Linked DNA regions of Anser cygnoides: region 2 is linked to region 1. A link is a contact called in public Hi-C data. All regions are on one chromosome and are shown on one strand. Each heading gives the region's core, a stretch centred on a gene start, on an enhancer-like site or on the middle of the called end of the contact. The rest is flanking DNA. Distances are from core to core; before and after follow the strand shown. Region 1 holds the start of WDR11 (WD repeat domain 11). Region 2 overlaps SEC23IP (SEC23 interacting protein).

Evidence for each region. Hi-C and Micro-C count contacts between places; a contact is called where the count stands out from the background.
Region 2: a Hi-C map of liver shows a contact between it and region 1, with 2.5 times the contacts expected there. The contact joins the enhancer-like site here to the promoter of WDR11 in region 1. A contact is called at or near these places in 2 of 7 Hi-C or Micro-C datasets (granulosa cells and liver).

What each region holds. Positions count from the first base shown.
Region 1 is chr7:5,665,032-5,672,951 of Taihu_goose_T2T_genome, forward strand. WDR11 (WD repeat domain 11) reads right to left here and starts at 2,681. Exons shown (of 29, transcript XM_067000379.1): 1 at 2,526-2,681; 2 at 1,430-1,541. The coding sequence starts at 2,611.
Region 2 is chr7:6,013,457-6,021,376 of Taihu_goose_T2T_genome, forward strand. It overlaps SEC23IP (SEC23 interacting protein), which reads right to left. Exons shown (of 19, transcript XM_067000765.1): 11 at 7,401-7,571; 12 at 6,955-7,050; 13 at 6,559-6,765; 14 at 5,698-5,853; 15 at 4,854-4,956; 16 at 3,769-3,954; 17 at 2,657-2,819. Among named protein-coding and RNA genes, the nearest start is that of SEC23IP, 16 kb to the right of the region's middle. Within about 2 kb of position 3,800, at least 1 of the 3 cell types and tissues checked has open chromatin away from gene starts, as enhancers often do. A contact at or near this core is called in liver, where this site is marked.

The DNA of each region.
Region 1 (7,920 bases), core at 1,431-3,930:
CAGCAAAACAGACACAAATGTAGATTTCATTACTCTCTTTTTTTGTGTGACAGACCAAAAAATTTAAATCACGTACTTACATATTCTTTTGTAAAAACACTCTTTCACATACTCATTGTAGAGGTACAAAAACAGTCAGGTATAATCCACTCCATACAAATTTATCAGCCTCCCAAAAAGCCAGGACTACCACACTGACAGCTAACGCAGAACATTTTTCAGCGAAACCATTACCTATTCCAGACACAGTTGTAACAGACAAATGCCAGGTAGTCTTTAAAGAACATTAGCGAAACAAACTGCAGAAAATGGAACAACTGCTTATTTCTTTTCTTTTTTTTTTTTGTTACAGAAAGTGGCATGTTTTGAAATTTTTCAAAACTCAAGCACAAGTTTCTGTGGAGAAGGTCCCCTGTAGACTATGTTTGCTGGCATGAATCTCTACTGCGAAGAGTTCAACAGCCAAACAGACACAACAGATCTTTTACACTTCCCCTCCAGCCTACACATGCTTTTAGCATTTATAAATTCTTAACAACAACAAAAAAAATAGAGGCAGTTAGGATTCAAAGAAAGTTTTTCAGAAACGTACATAAAGGTATCTACAATGATTACGACCTCATAATAATTTCTACTTCTTAAAGTACAGCAGAATTTCTTTCCATTCTTTCTCCTCACAAGTAAGTCATTTTCTTACAGTCTATTTCTGCTAATAAACCACCAGATAGTGGATTTGAAAAATTATGTTATAAGTTATATAGAAACTATTTGGACTTCAATACTTGGTTTCTTATTGAAATATCGTTACTGCCCAAAACTAGCAAATATATCTAAAGTACATGAAAATGCTAGCACTACCTGGATCAAAAAATATTTTGCTACAACGTGTTATCTAAGCTAAGTGGAGATTTTAAAACATAATAATCATTATAGCTGCTGCCTCCATACCACTTATTTCACTTATTTTTATATATATATATATATATATACACATATATATATATATTTTACACAATTACACACATTGACGTTGATGTCTTGTTCATTTTAAAGGCTAGCCTGAAGACAAACTAGGTTAAGGGTACGCTTGCCCAAACACAATGCCAGAAGGCATGGAAGGTACTGATCTACCAAATGCTGAGTGTTCTGTGGTTGCTGCCAACTACACACCTTTGCTCTGTGGAAACGGAAAAATAACCTCTCCTTCCTAAGGTTCAAATATATTTTTATATATCTAAAAGTATAACATTGATCTCAGCCCAAATTTTAGCATGCATGGTTTTATTTCACCATAAAAGGAATCATGTTAAATATGGGTACTTTACAACAGATTTTATGCAAAAATTGAGTGCAATATGAGTATTGAAAATCATTTGGAAAAATAAGATATACACCAGAATCAAGTAATGCACCTTAAAATGTATCTCACCTTGACAACATTTGCTTTGTGTCTTTCTAAAACCTGTAAAGTCTGGGCAGTATTGGCATCAACTACCAGCACAAGCGAATGGCATCCATACGCAATCAAACCTTGCCAGCCCCTAGAAAAGCACACACCATCATCAAACAAGCAAAAAAGAACAAAAAGCAGTTCACATCAAGAGCAAGATTTTTATTTTTTTTTTGGTAAGTTGAGTGTACACTACCAGACACAAATATCAAACACTAAAAACTACTTAACATAAAACTCAACAGCATTATAAAATGCGATTGCAGCACTGTCTGCTGAACTGTATGCTGATGAGTCTCTATGAAACCATAAAGCACACATTTGTGCCCATCTATAAAAATCCTCTTCTGTAAATTTAAAACGTCATACTGGAATACATGCACAGCATTCCCAAATGTTATATGTAAGGAGCATATTTGCTTTTATATAATTGCATGGGGATGAGGAAGCATGTGAAGAACTACAAGAATAGTTAAAGTCTTTGATGCGGTCTGACTTGAGGAACGATTAATGTGGCCTCTAATGATATTTATACGGATATGATGAGAACAGTGAGCAAGCGAGAACAGTCAAAGGAGATGAAGTTTCTAAAAACTTCCAAGAACTTCAGTGTTCACTGCTTTGCAAGCTGCCAAATGTACAGGTCACACTTTTCCAAAACGACTGGGTTCAGGCCAATTCATTTGAAGCTGTTTCCATAGGATTCAGCAGCGCTCGCTTACTGCTTCCTAGCACAGCTGGGCGAACTTCTTGCTCAGAGCCATGCAAACAAACACCGAGGCACGCATGGACTTCGGACCTCAAGCCTCAAACAACCCCAGAAACAGCAGCAGCAAGAGCCACCAGCTCTCCACGGGCTGTTGCAGCACCAAGAGCTCCGCCCACAAAAGGGCATTGCCGGGAGGCCCTGGCACACACCCACCCTCCCTCGCGGGGCCGTGGCATTGCTCTCCCCGACGCCCGGAGGGCTGCACCTCCTCTCCTCGCGCAATTTTTCGGGATGGAAGAGGAGGGGAGCTGGCAGCCACCCCTCGTCCCCCCCCCCCCCCCCCCACCGCGTCCCGGCGCCCCGTACCAGTCCGCCGCCCCCCTGTTCGGCGCGCTGAGGGCTCCCGTCAGGGTCCTTGCCGCCAGCTTGATGTTCACGGTGAAGGGCTGCATGGCGACCCGCGGAGCCCCACAGCGCCGCGGCCCTGCCCGGCACGGCACGGCCCGGCCCCGCTCGCAGGAAGCGCCGCAGCCGCCGCCGGTCCGTCACGCCCGGCTCCGCCGCCGCCCTGCGGCTGCCGAATGGCCGTTCCGGGGCTGCCGGTGGGCAGGAAGCGGTTCTGAAGTTTTCTCAGAAATCCCGAACCTGGCCCTGGCCCCGAGCAGGAGCCTTTGCTCGGGGTAAAATCTTCCTCGTTCCTCACAGGCAGCCGCAGAGGCCCTCCCGGGGAGCCCTCGGCAGTGCGTGGGAATGGGGTTGGCTTCTCAAACTTTCAGTCATACTGATACCGTAAAAGTCGGTCAAAGACACTCTTTAAGACTCAATTTGGAGTTTTTAGAAGGAAGTTTTAGAGTTTTTGAGTTTTGGAGTTTTAGAAGGAAGGCATTCTTTAATAATGTGTCAGACACATGGGGGATCACTCCACCTAGTGTGTGTGCCAAATTGTCTAGCTACAGGGGTTCTATACAATCAAAATATACATCTTACTATTTCCTGGAACTCATTAAAGTATGTATGCGCATTTATTTCTACTGGTGGTCTTTCAGGCACCAGGTTCTTCCAATGTTTGTGGATGGGTCGATAGTCAACTCGGGCATGCATACTAAGCGTTGAACCAATCAGTCATCAAGGCTGGAAAAGGCCTCCAAGATCATCTGGTTCAACCATCACCCTGCCACCAATGTCACCCACTAAACCATGTCCCTAAGCACCAGGTCCAGCCTTTCATTAAACACACCCACGGCGGTGATGCCACCACCTCCCTGGGCAACCCGTTCCGATGCCTGACTACTCAGAAAGAGTAGTCATATGCATACCATGAGTTCCTCAGCCAATCTTTTCCAACACATTCTCCAGGCCTGGGTCATCATTTACACATACAAAGTTTCTAAACTTACAGAATCATAGAAACACAAGGTTGGAAAGGACCTACAAGATCATCTAGTCCAACCGTTCTCTTATCACCAATACTACCCACTAAGCTACTAAATTATACCTCGTAGCACATTGACCAGGTGCTTCTTGAACACCGTGAGGGATGGTGACTCCACCACCTCCCTGGGCAGGCCGTTTCAGCACCTGACCACTCTTTGAGAGAAAAGGTTTTTCCTGATATGTAATCTAAATCTCCCCAGGTGCAGCTAGTGACCATTTCCTTGAGTCCTATCATTAGTTATCTGAGAGAAGAAGCCGACCCTCTCCTTATCACAACTTCCTGAAGGGAAGTTGTAGAGCGCAATGAGGTCTCCCCTGAGCCTCCTCTTCTCCAGACTAAATAATCCCAGCTCCCTCAGCTGCTCCTCATAAGACTTGTGTTCCAGGCCCCTCACCAGTTTTGTTGCCCTTCTCTGGACACACTCCAGGGCCTCGATGTCCTTCTTGTAGTGAGGGGCCCAAAACTGAACACAGAGCTCAAGGTGAGGCCTCACCAAAGCTGATTACAGGGGGATGATCATCTCCATGGCCCTGCTGGCTACACTATTTCTAATACAGGCCAGGATGCCATTGGCTTTCTTGGCCACCTGGGCACACTGCCGGCTCATGTTCAGCCGAGCATTGATCAACACTCCCAGGTCTCTTGCCTCTTCACAGTCTTCTAGCCACTCTGCCCCAAGCCTATAGCGTTGCATGGGGTTATTGTGGCCAAAGTGCAGGACCCGGCACTTGGCCTTGTTAAACCTCATCCCATTCACCTCAGCCCAGCAATCCAGCCTATCCAGATCCCTCTGAAGGGCCAGTCTACCCTCAGGCAGATCGACACTACCTCCCAACTTGGTGTCATCTGCAAACTTAATGAGGGTACACTTGATCCCCTCATCTAGGTCATCAATAAAGATATTAAACAAGATAGGCCCCAGTACCGACCCCTGGGGGACACCACTTGTAACGGGATGCCAGCTGGACATCCATTAACCAGCTGGACTCCATTAACCACAACCTGCTGGGCACGGCCCTCCAGCCAGTTCTTTACCCAGAGAAGAGTGTACCTGTCAAGGCCACGGGCAGCCAGTTTCCCCAGGAGAATACTGTGGGAGACTGTATCAAAGGCTTTGCTGGAGTCTAAGTAGACTACATCAACAGCCTTTCCCTCGTCTACCAGTCTGGTCACACAATCATAGAAGGAGCTGAGGTTGGACAAGTACAACCTGCCTTTCATGAACCCATGCTGGCTGGGCCTGAACCCCTGGATGCCACGCAGGTGCCGTGTGATCTCACCCAAGATGATTTGCTCCATAACTTTCCCTGAAACCGAGGTCAGGCTGACAGGCCTGTAGTTCCCTGGGTCCTCCTTACGGCCCTTCTTGTAGATGGAATTCACATCAGCAATCCTCCAATCCTCTGGGACCTCTCCAGATAACCAGGAACGCTGATAGCGGCTTGGCAATTACCTCCGCCAGCTCCCTCAGCACCCTAGGGTGGAGCTTGTCTGGTCCCATGGACTTGTGACATTCCAGATGGAGGAGTAGGTCTCTAATTGTCTCTTCCTGGATCAAAACTGTCTCTTCCTGGATCAAAAAAAACTTCTTTCTATCTAACTAAACATTGTAAAGGGTTGGCCTATCTGTTAATAAAACATTTCCAATCTGGCTCTATTATGCTATCAGGGAGAGAACCATATGTCCTTCTGACTTGGAATCAATACAGCCCAGAAGGAAAGCACAGCATGGGGATCCCCGAGCCCCTGCCTGCCTTTGCTGAAGGCCTCCGGGAGAAGACATGGCTGCTGCCTGTGGGCAGCTGGACACCAGAAATCACCTCAGAACAGAGGGCCCCTGTCACCTCAAAGGCATCCGACTGTCCCCCAAGAAACCCCTCTGTGTCAGTTCACTGGATTCATGGATGCTGCAGAACCTTTTACCAGACCCAGCAAATTTCTGTCACCAAAGTCATCTTTGCTCTAAACTTGCCTCGTAAATGGAGAAAGGCAACAGCAACAACCCAGCTGCAAAAAAAAAAAAAAAAAGAAAAAAAAACACAACATTGCTGCCCCGTGCCTCAGCAGCAACATAAAGCATTCACTTTGCACCCTGAGGTGCTACGTCCTTCGTAACACAGCCCACACTCCAGCCTAGGCCTGTTCCAGTTGTCACATATACTCGGTAATGCCATCAAAGCTGACATATCCCACAGCAGGAACATTGCGAGTTTGCTCTGGCAAGCATCAAGATGCAAAGCAGCAAAATACCTTTTTTTTTTCCTTTTCAGTTAAACTGGAATGGCAGCATTTGCCTTTTCTTTCAAGTTGTATGTGGCGATCTCTGCCAAAACCCAGGAGCAGTCAGAAGGCACCGTGTGCTCATGTTGTTTTATTCAGTTGTGTTGAAAGGGAAAGAGGTTGGCTCCCATGTGTTCTTAAAGAACTGGAAAAAATGGAACATTTTCTGTCCCCACAGCATTAATAAGACAGTCAGAATCCAGTAGCTCCAGGCAAGTTTCTTGAATTGTACTTGCCATACATTGTACCGTGTGGGAGGGTTGTATGTCTTCAAAGTAGAGTTGGCTGGTAATTGTTCATTTATTTTTCATCGTGAAAAAGATGCCACTAGATGGCCAAAGTTGGCATGATCGTAATGCCAGCTGCAGGTCTTTGCAATGTGGCAAACTTTGCCACAGAAAAAACAGTAAGCACTGTTCCTCTTTTTTCTCTCTCTCTTTTTAGTCACAATTCAATGCGTGCAAGCAAGAACTCAAGAAACAACCTGCAGCCAATGCCTTTTCCAACTCTTTTCTAGAGAAATGTGCTCTTGAAACTTAGAACATTACTCAACACGTTTTAGGTTAATTTTATTATTGGCACTTCTTATTTCTCAAAACCTTCTCGTCCCAAAATCTCTGTCTCAACTTTAAAGCTGATGAATTACTGTCGTCTGCAGATGTAGAGGGCTTTTTTGTTCCTTTCTGTTTGTCACCATTTGAGGACACCAAGATCTACAGATCTATTTTGCAGAATCCTTGGCAGCCATTAACCTCACTAATTCTTTTTTCCCCACTTCTGTGGTTTTACTCTGTATCCTTTGGCATCCTGCTGCTACTCGTGTTTTCGGAACAACAGAAACAGATGCTTTTCTTCACAATTTTCTATCTATTTTCTTGACTTCTGAAAGAAATGCATTTTAATGTAGTTGAAGATAAGGAGAAGATACCAGAAGGAGAGAAACAAAAGAAGGAAATTGGTCCTGTGTCAACAAAGTTAGAGGTGTAAGAATTAAAAATCTTAAAAGTGGAATGGTTTTCAGGATTAAAAAGCAGGGTGAAAATCAGGAAGCATCAGTCTCTTTTCTGAATATTTACTGAAGATTCATCAGAGAGAGAAAAAGAAGATGAGGCAGAGCTTTGTGAACAACGGCGAGGGTCACTGGAAGAGATGAAAAGAATAAGAATATTGTAAGATGTCAGAAGGGAGGAAGAGTTGTGCACTGGGTAAACTATTTGTGATTCCTGGGGTCCATCTGTTGGTCCACTCACCAACACAGAGACTGATGCACAGCAAGTGGATGTGAACTATAACCAGAGCCACTAACTTTTTTTCAATGTGGTTAACATTATGTACTCTTTTACATCTTATCATTCATCTAAATCACAGCCAAGCAAGAATGCAAAATATTCAGGTCCAAATACAATACCCACAAAGAGAGACTTCATTCCAGACAGCTTCGGCTCCGGTTGTCCTCATGAAGTACGTGTGGAGAATGAAGTAGTGGGCGATCATAAAAACCATTAGAGAAAAAAAAATAAACCTTCAGATTAAATAAATAACAAGACCTATGGTTTTACATAGCTTTAGGCTCATGATTCTAAATAATCATGCTGTGAATTTGAACTAGAAAAAGCAGGATCAAGGTAAAGATGTATGCGCAGTCTCTCTCTTTTGGGTTTCTCTTTTATGTAATAGTAATTACTGCAGGAATAATCCCCTGAAAGCTTCTGGGACTTCTTTAATTTCCATGGCCTTAAATTAGAGCTCCAGGAGCTCTTGGGATCTACCAGCGAGCCACCACAATTCTAGCCTGTATGCTGTTATATTTCATTATACAAAACCTAGTTTAAAATCAGGATATGTAACTAATTCATACATGCTATTGGGCAGAATCATATTTGCCTTACAAATTACATTGCTATTACCTTAGCACTGTCAGTTTTTAGGCCATACCTTAAAAGCTTAAGTTCTCTTAAGTTCCTAGTTAAATGTTCCTTCTTGATCTGGGGCTGACAGCGAAAAACATGCACAGCATCATGCCATGTCCTCTGCCACCATGACTGG
Region 2 (7,920 bases), core at 2,550-5,049, 350 kb after region 1:
AACCACAATTCTTCATCCGTTTTTACATCACCTCTGCTGTTATCCCTAGCCTACATGTTTACCTTTTACTAAGGTATTTTCCCCCACCTTGTCCTCCCTAACACTTATTATGCTGGAACTTGAAATTCCCCTCTCTATACACTTCTTTGATGTTACTCACTTGTCTCAAATATCGTATTGCTGTTTGTCTGCCATGGGCTCCTGAATATATTCCACCAGCTTGTCAAAACTTTCCTATTTTACTTACTCCACTGCATCTATCACTCCAATGTCAAAATTCAGCTTTCTATCAGCAAAATTCTACTATTTCTCTCCTAACTGGCTGACACCTTCTTGTAAGTAAGATAGATTAAATAGACATAGCCAAGGCTGTAGTAAATATCCATAGCCATCTTCTCCTCCTTACTACCATCACCAAAAAAAAAAAAAAGGAATTTCTCAAAACATTTAAAGATTAATGTAATTCAAGTGCCATGCTTCCAAGTTGTTTTACCTCCCTTCTTAATGGGCAAGTTTTAAGAAAGTTCCAAGCTGCACGAGTTGTTAGATAATAACAACATTATTATTAAATAATAAAAATATCAGACAAAATAATAAATTTTGGCATCCCTGCCCATGGCAGAGGCCTTAGAACTAGATGATCTTCAGGGTCCCTTCCAACCCAAGCCATTCTGTGATTCTATGAATAACACCTCATTGCTTTTAAAAGAAGTTATATAGGGAGACAGCAAAGATTTAGATGGTCGGAACTGCGATGCTCCAAATGTGAAGAACATCATTCACAGAGAACAAATACAGAATTCAACATGCAAGCTAAGGGTCTACAGACATTTTCCATAGTTGAATCTGGATATGGCAGCTACATTTCTTGATGGTCTCTGCTATTTAACAAGCATGAAAACAAGTGAGCAGAGGGATCAACATGGAAGCTCCCTCCTCTGCAATACACAGTTTAATTAAGGGCATTCCTCACCACCCTCCTCAAACAAAGCAAAATAAAAAAAATCACAAATTTGGGTCATGAATTAAGGGGGGGAAAAAGAAAATGGGGAACCAGTTTTTAAAACCTGGAAATGATTGGCTGCCACCTGGTGGAATAAAGCTCCCATTCCTTCAACTCCACCTGTGAGACAGCACTGCCACCACTGGGTCACCGACTGCTCAGGGAGCTCTGCCAGAGCACAGTGCTCAGCAGCACTGCAGCCTTGATACTGACCTTAATAAGCCCCTGCAGGTAACGCCTTCAAATTCCGTATTTTACCCTCTGAAAACGTGCCTACCTCTGAAAATTATTCAATATTGGAAATAAATACCTTAAAATTATTTTAAAAAATAGAGCACCCCTTGTACAGCACCTGCTCAACTCAGAAAGAGACTAGTGTTTTGTTTACTTAAAGACAAAAAAGTCACACACACAGACCCTTCACCAGTATCATTTTGTTTAGGTCAGCAACTGATACTCAAGCTTATTATGTATAAAGGTGCGCTGTCATGTTGCCAAATACTGTTTGCATACCCTTTGTTCCACCATTCCCCATCTTGTGTATGTTCATGTGTGCTTAATTTTATGGCAGCAATAGAATGCATAAGACAAGATACCAATAAAAAAAAAAAAGACAACTCACTGCACAATGGCAAACACAACAGGTCAACAGTAACTTCTACTCCTATAAAAGGAATCACAACTTTCTCCATTTGCAACTTATTCACTTAAAAATAAGTAAATCCAAATCCAGATAAGGCAATGGTGGATTGCATATCCAGCAGTTTTACTTGAACATGAAGAGGTAATAAAGTTTTGTAAAGCATTGTAGTCTAATACAATTCCTTCACAAATGGTTTTATTTGAAAAACTACAGTTCATAGAATCACAGAATAGCCTGAGCTGGAATGGACCCCCCAAGGGTCATCGAGTCCAACTCCTGGCTCCACACAGGATCCCCCAAAAATCAGGCCCTATGCCTGAGGGCAATGTCCAAACGCTCCTTGAACTCCAGTAGGATCGGTGAGCCTGTCCCAGCGCCTGACCACACTTTCAGTTGGAAAAATATTCACCAAGCTCTCCTTGTTTTGAAAATGATTGTAGCTAAAGTTACATATTTTGAATTTTAAAGTTAACAGACCTGTATGCAAATGTCTTAATTGCAAACAGGATCATAGACTTGTTTACTTTGTGCTAACACATAGTTCTATTTGAAATGAAACTAGCTAATCCAGTAACATCTAGGTGGGATATCTTGACACTAACATTCCTGGACAGTCCGTTTGTTTTCATACTTGAATGTCTCAATCATATAATACTTGACCATCCAGAGTATAACAAATTTATCTCCGCAGTATGCTTGAGTGGGAAGACCACCTCTTCCAAACATGAGATTATTTCAGAATTAAGTGATGAGGACCTCATGTCCAACTGGACGGCCATCTTTTCAAAAAAGTTTCAAATACTACAGAGACCCAGAAAATTCAGGTCTCCTAAATCACGTGCATACACTGACACCTGGAACAAGTCTGAAAACATATTTGGGTATAAAAACACAGCTATTTTTGTCAAAATGCACTCCAATTATGCATTAGGGCATAATTTTTGACATTTAAACCCAGACAATTACATCAGGAAAGTAGTATTTATAGAATCACGCATATTTCCTCTTACCAGTAGCACAAATGACTCTGTAAAGCGAAAAGGTATTCATTGAAACTTTCTATTGGTTTTTCTTGCAGAACGTAGTCAATACGACGTCCTCCATTCAGCATTCCAACCTTCACTGAAAAATCCTCATCTTTTGGAGGGTCTGGACTTTCAGTGATCTTTTCAGCTACAATTACAGATTTCAAGATTTCAACTATTTTCAACCACAGCCTGCTTGATTACAATCAAGAAATATCACTCATTTTCCCCATTATAATTTCCAAGTGCTTGCAATAGGACAAATTTAACTGACTAGCACATCACTGCATAATCAGAAATCTACTGGAACTATAAGCTTATTTCTTTCATAGCAGTTTAAACAGAGTTTGTTTGAAGAAAGCCCACATAAAGGAACAGCTAAACCATTTAAAAAATAAACCTCACTGTTTGTGCACAGACTGATCCAGTCACTCCACAAACAAATATTTTGAAATTTTTTATATAAATATATATACATATATATATTTACAACCCGCTAGAACAGAGTCAATCACTATCCTCAACTTCAACCACAAGGTATGTTTTTTTTCCTTTGTAAGTATAGACAAAGCCAGCATTATTAAGCATTGACAGATAATTCGCGACCAGGAAGCCTGCTTTTGTTATAACCAGGGACAGCATTTATATCTGACCCATGCAGATTTTCCTCAATGCCATTTTTTCCCTTGTTAGAGAACGTACTTTAATGCTTCTCAACTCATCCCACAACTCAGCAGAAGATTACTAAAGAGAATAAATCCCAGAAATAAATCCCAGAAATAAATATTTATTTGTATTAAGTTGTCCTGAGAGGAAAGAAAACAATTGATCTGGAAACCTGCCAGATCAAAACTTTTCTACTGGAAAGTTAAAAGGTTAGACAAACTCAAGCCCTTCAATAAAAGCTGTCAATGTTTCCTTTCCTAAAAGGAAAAAAAAAAATACACAGTAGATCTTATATTTAACATCAATGCTCCAAAAACACATAGGCCTCCTTAATAGGGTCGGGAAAAGCAGCAGCAAACATGTGCTAGGGTACTCAAGTTTCTACTAATTTGAGAACAATAAATTATGAAACCAGAAATGTGCCCACATACCTTCTACCACCTGCTTTTCTTCTTCCTCTTTAATCTGGTTAGCTACTTTCTCCAGTTCTGCTTGTAGCTGAGTTGAAGACGTATGAGCACGTGCAAATTCATTAAGGGTCTGCCAGGCACTCTTCAAAGAACTAATAAAACCCTGTTTCAGATCAGATCCCATACGAGAGAGAGAGTCTTTCAACTCTGAAAAGAACGCCACAGTAGGAGGATTTAAAATCTTAAACTAAAACCAGAATGATTAAACTCCAATCAACAAACATCCCATTTATCAGAAGAAAGCTACGTCATGAACATGTGTTTCTTGTATCTCTACTCCACTGGAAAAGATTAGATGAAATATAATCAGTGTACAATTAATTTCTCACTGTATGGGTCAATGAGTCAACACCTACTGTCACAGGAAACAGTCCCAGAGCATGTTCTGAAGGATCCACAACACTATCTACCCCAGCCAATCCCTCAACACAACCACCCACAATCCCTGCTGACACCCTACGCTGAAGTACAGAGGGACCAGTCCCAAGCTCCAGCAGAGCAGAACAGAAGTGCTGCCAATGACTCTTGCAGCAGTAGTGAATTTTCAGAAGCACTCCAGGGCAACTCTAGCCTGTAATTCTGCTACAGCTCAGTAAATGTGTCAGCAGCGAGTCAGGTGCCATTCAATACTGGTGGCACTTGCACAATGGCTCAGAACTTCTGCAGCAGTGACAGTCAAATAAACAGCAAAATTGACTTTCCTTATCTAAGTATGCAAAATTTAGATCACCTTGATCTGATGTGTACTCACGAGCAACAAAAACCCGATCCCTGCCCACCAAGCTATGGAACTGCCTTTTTCATCAACATTTCCAATACTGAAAAGACTGGTTAAACATCTCATGGAGGTAATTTAGAACAAGGTAAAAACCATAGTAAATTTAGTTTCTGATTCTCATTTTCTTAGAAATTAAGAACAGAACAAGTGATCACAGAGACACGTATCAAGGAACACTCCCCAGTCTCTTGAAATTTTGCAATATTCTAATGCATCAAATGAGTAAGTTAGGAGTGAGAGCCATATATTAAATGAGTTTTCTTTTTACCTAGATGAAGCCTTTTTCTGCCTTTATGATGCGGAATAAGAACTGGTTTTAAATCCAAGTCTTCAATGATCATTGGTTCTAACCTGTAAGCTACTGGATCCAGCTGTTAAGAAACAACAGATTGACATTTAGTTATCTTAGAATTTATTCTAACCATCACATTTCAGTGAAAAAAACACCTATATATAATTAGTAGAGAAGGTCAACTATTTTAGAATTCTGTTCTCTCAGAAGTTTCTCATTTTTACAGAAACCCAGTTCATGAAAATTTAGTTTAGTTGTAAGATTAGGTAGGTTCATTAGCTAATTAGGTCTTGTTCTCCTACAGAGGTTCTAAGAGAAGAACATAACAGGGAAACGATCTCTACCAACTTGTCACTGTTTAATTCCTAAACAAGACAGGATGGAAGAGGACAAATGTAGTGCATTTCCAAAACTCACATTTTTTTTTTTTATTCTGTTTTTTAACATTTCCCAGAATCAACCTAGAAACTAAGAAAAGTCTGGTAAGTGGCTCAAACACAGGCACTTTACAAAATCTTCAAGAATAGATTGAAATTAATGAAAAAAATGTTGTTTAAGCTTCAAAATGAACAGGACAAATATCATGAAGTTATTCACAGGCATGGAACTTATGAGCCAACACTATTTCACTTTAGCTGTAAAGATCACAAATATCTGAAATACACATTACAGATGGGTCTGTCTTTTTTTTTTTTAAAGGGTCTTTTGAGAAATGTATGTAGGGGGAAAGGAGGTATAATGCTAAGGAGGTTTTAACTTAGTATTCTATATTGTTGTCTGCATCAGCTAAAATCAAATCTCAAAAGTACTGCTTACTCACTGGATGATAAATATTGAAGAAACCCTTGCAGGTCGGAAGCCTGTAGTTTTCATCAATCTTTTCCAGTCCTCGCACAGTAAGGAACACACCAATAGGAGAACCAAGAGCAAAGAAAATATCCGGTTCAAAGTCCAATGCATTGTAAACTACTGAAACCTACCAGACAGAAGTTAGACAAATAATTTCTCAGCACTGCGAGCTAGTTAATATCATGCTTAGCTAAGAAGGAAAAACAAGATGTGTATTAAATCAACCACATGCTCACAGTACCTCCAGGAGGTTTCAGCTACACTGCTGCACCCCCATACTAATACTATAGTACTAGTACATTTTAACACTATAGTATTAAAATGCTTCTCTAAAAATCTCTAATTACAAAAGATAGAGATATATAAACATTAAGCAATAAATTTTTAAAAAGTTTATTTGAACAGGAAGCATTTGAGGTTTGATTTCTGAGTTAAGTTTGAGGTAAAACAAGTATAACATCATCTATAGACCAATTTAGGCTACTATGTTAAATATACAGCCACAGAGCCCTTCAGTGTCATGGCATTCACAGACTTTTGATTTTGGAACAGAATCCTTTTTATAGCTCATTTGCTGCTGAAAGTGTTTTTTTTTTTTTTTTAAATAATAATTGTACTGGCATCCTTGTTATAGCTTTGTTTTTCAGTAATCTAACCCACGGTCCCAGCCCTCCCTCCCTCCCTCCCTCCAAAGTGTAAAGTTCTACGTAAACATCCCTTGATCATTGCGCAAGAGTTAAGTAGGGCAAAGTCACCAACATGTTTAAATAAACAAACAAATAAGAAGGACAACATTGTTGCAGACTAATCATTTCAATTTATGTAGTCTCACCTGGCCAGTTCCAACTTCAAAATACTCATAGTCAATGTTCACAGAAGAAACAGACGCACCAACTGGGAGCCTCCTCTTTGAGTGCTGCTGACCCGACTCCGAAGGGGAAATAGAAGTAACTGTCTCTTTTGCCTTCTGGGAAGCTTCTTGAGTTTGGAGGGTGGCAGCCAGTACTGCTTTCTTTTCTGCTGCTGCTCTCTTTTGTTCCTTTTGAGACAGGTTTTAGAATCAGGAAAAAAAAAAAAAAAAAAAAACTTTTTCCCCACAGTTATCAAAAGCCCTCTAATATTTTCATGATGCTAAAAAGCATGTTAAGTACAGAAGCTACTCCACAGCAAGAAAGTCAGTTACCTTTGCTCAACAACTCCCTGTTTCACTCCTGAAAAATATATTTACCTGCTTGGCTGCTCTGTCTTTTACAAAATTGGCTATTTTCTTTCTTGGTCCAAGAGGTATCCCCATTTCCTTCAGGTCGTCGATTGTGCACATCAGCTTAAGAAAAAAAAAATATATATATATATATACACACACAAAGTATATTTTATAACTTTTCTAGTAACATATATCATTCCTCATTATCAAATAAATTTGTTACATCATTTTATAAAGCTACAGAAATTACAAAAAAATAAAAATCCATGATACACAGTGACATAACATAACTGAAAAAAAACAAACCCAAGTCACATCACATTTATTTTTCATGTCAGGCATTAATTATTTTTCCTTTGCAACTACGTTCATTCTTGATGGTACACTAAACAAAAAAACAAACAAAAACAACAAAACCCACAATATCTGCACCCTGTCAATCCCCGTAAGTCAACTGAACATTACTGTACCAGAGACTCCATGTCAATTCGCTCCTTTTCAAATGTGCTTGCATAGTCTGATAAACTAAGCATTTCCAGAGTCTTCTGCAAAGTAGGAACATCATCGTCTATTTCAGGCTCACAAAGGTCATCACCAGAAGTAGTAATTGAGGAGCCCAAGGAACTGGTATCTTCAGTCATCTTAATGGGACAACAAAGAAAGAGAGTCACATCATTGGACAGTGAAAAGCCAATATGCAACAAATAAATGCAAATTTCATTACTTTCTCTTAAAAACATTATTATAAAATAAGTTTTGTTAATTTATGCTCATTTTTAGTAAAGAAGGGTACAGATTTTCTACTACTAATAGACGAGTAAAATACATATTTAAAAATTAGTAAGAGAGGCAAGAGGTTTCTTGAGCTTTCCAACACTCACAACTATTTATTTATTTAATGATCAGACAACTGGTTACCACATCAAGCTTGACAACAGATAAAATTCTTTCCTTCTTACATATCTCAGGTAACATATTCATATTACATAT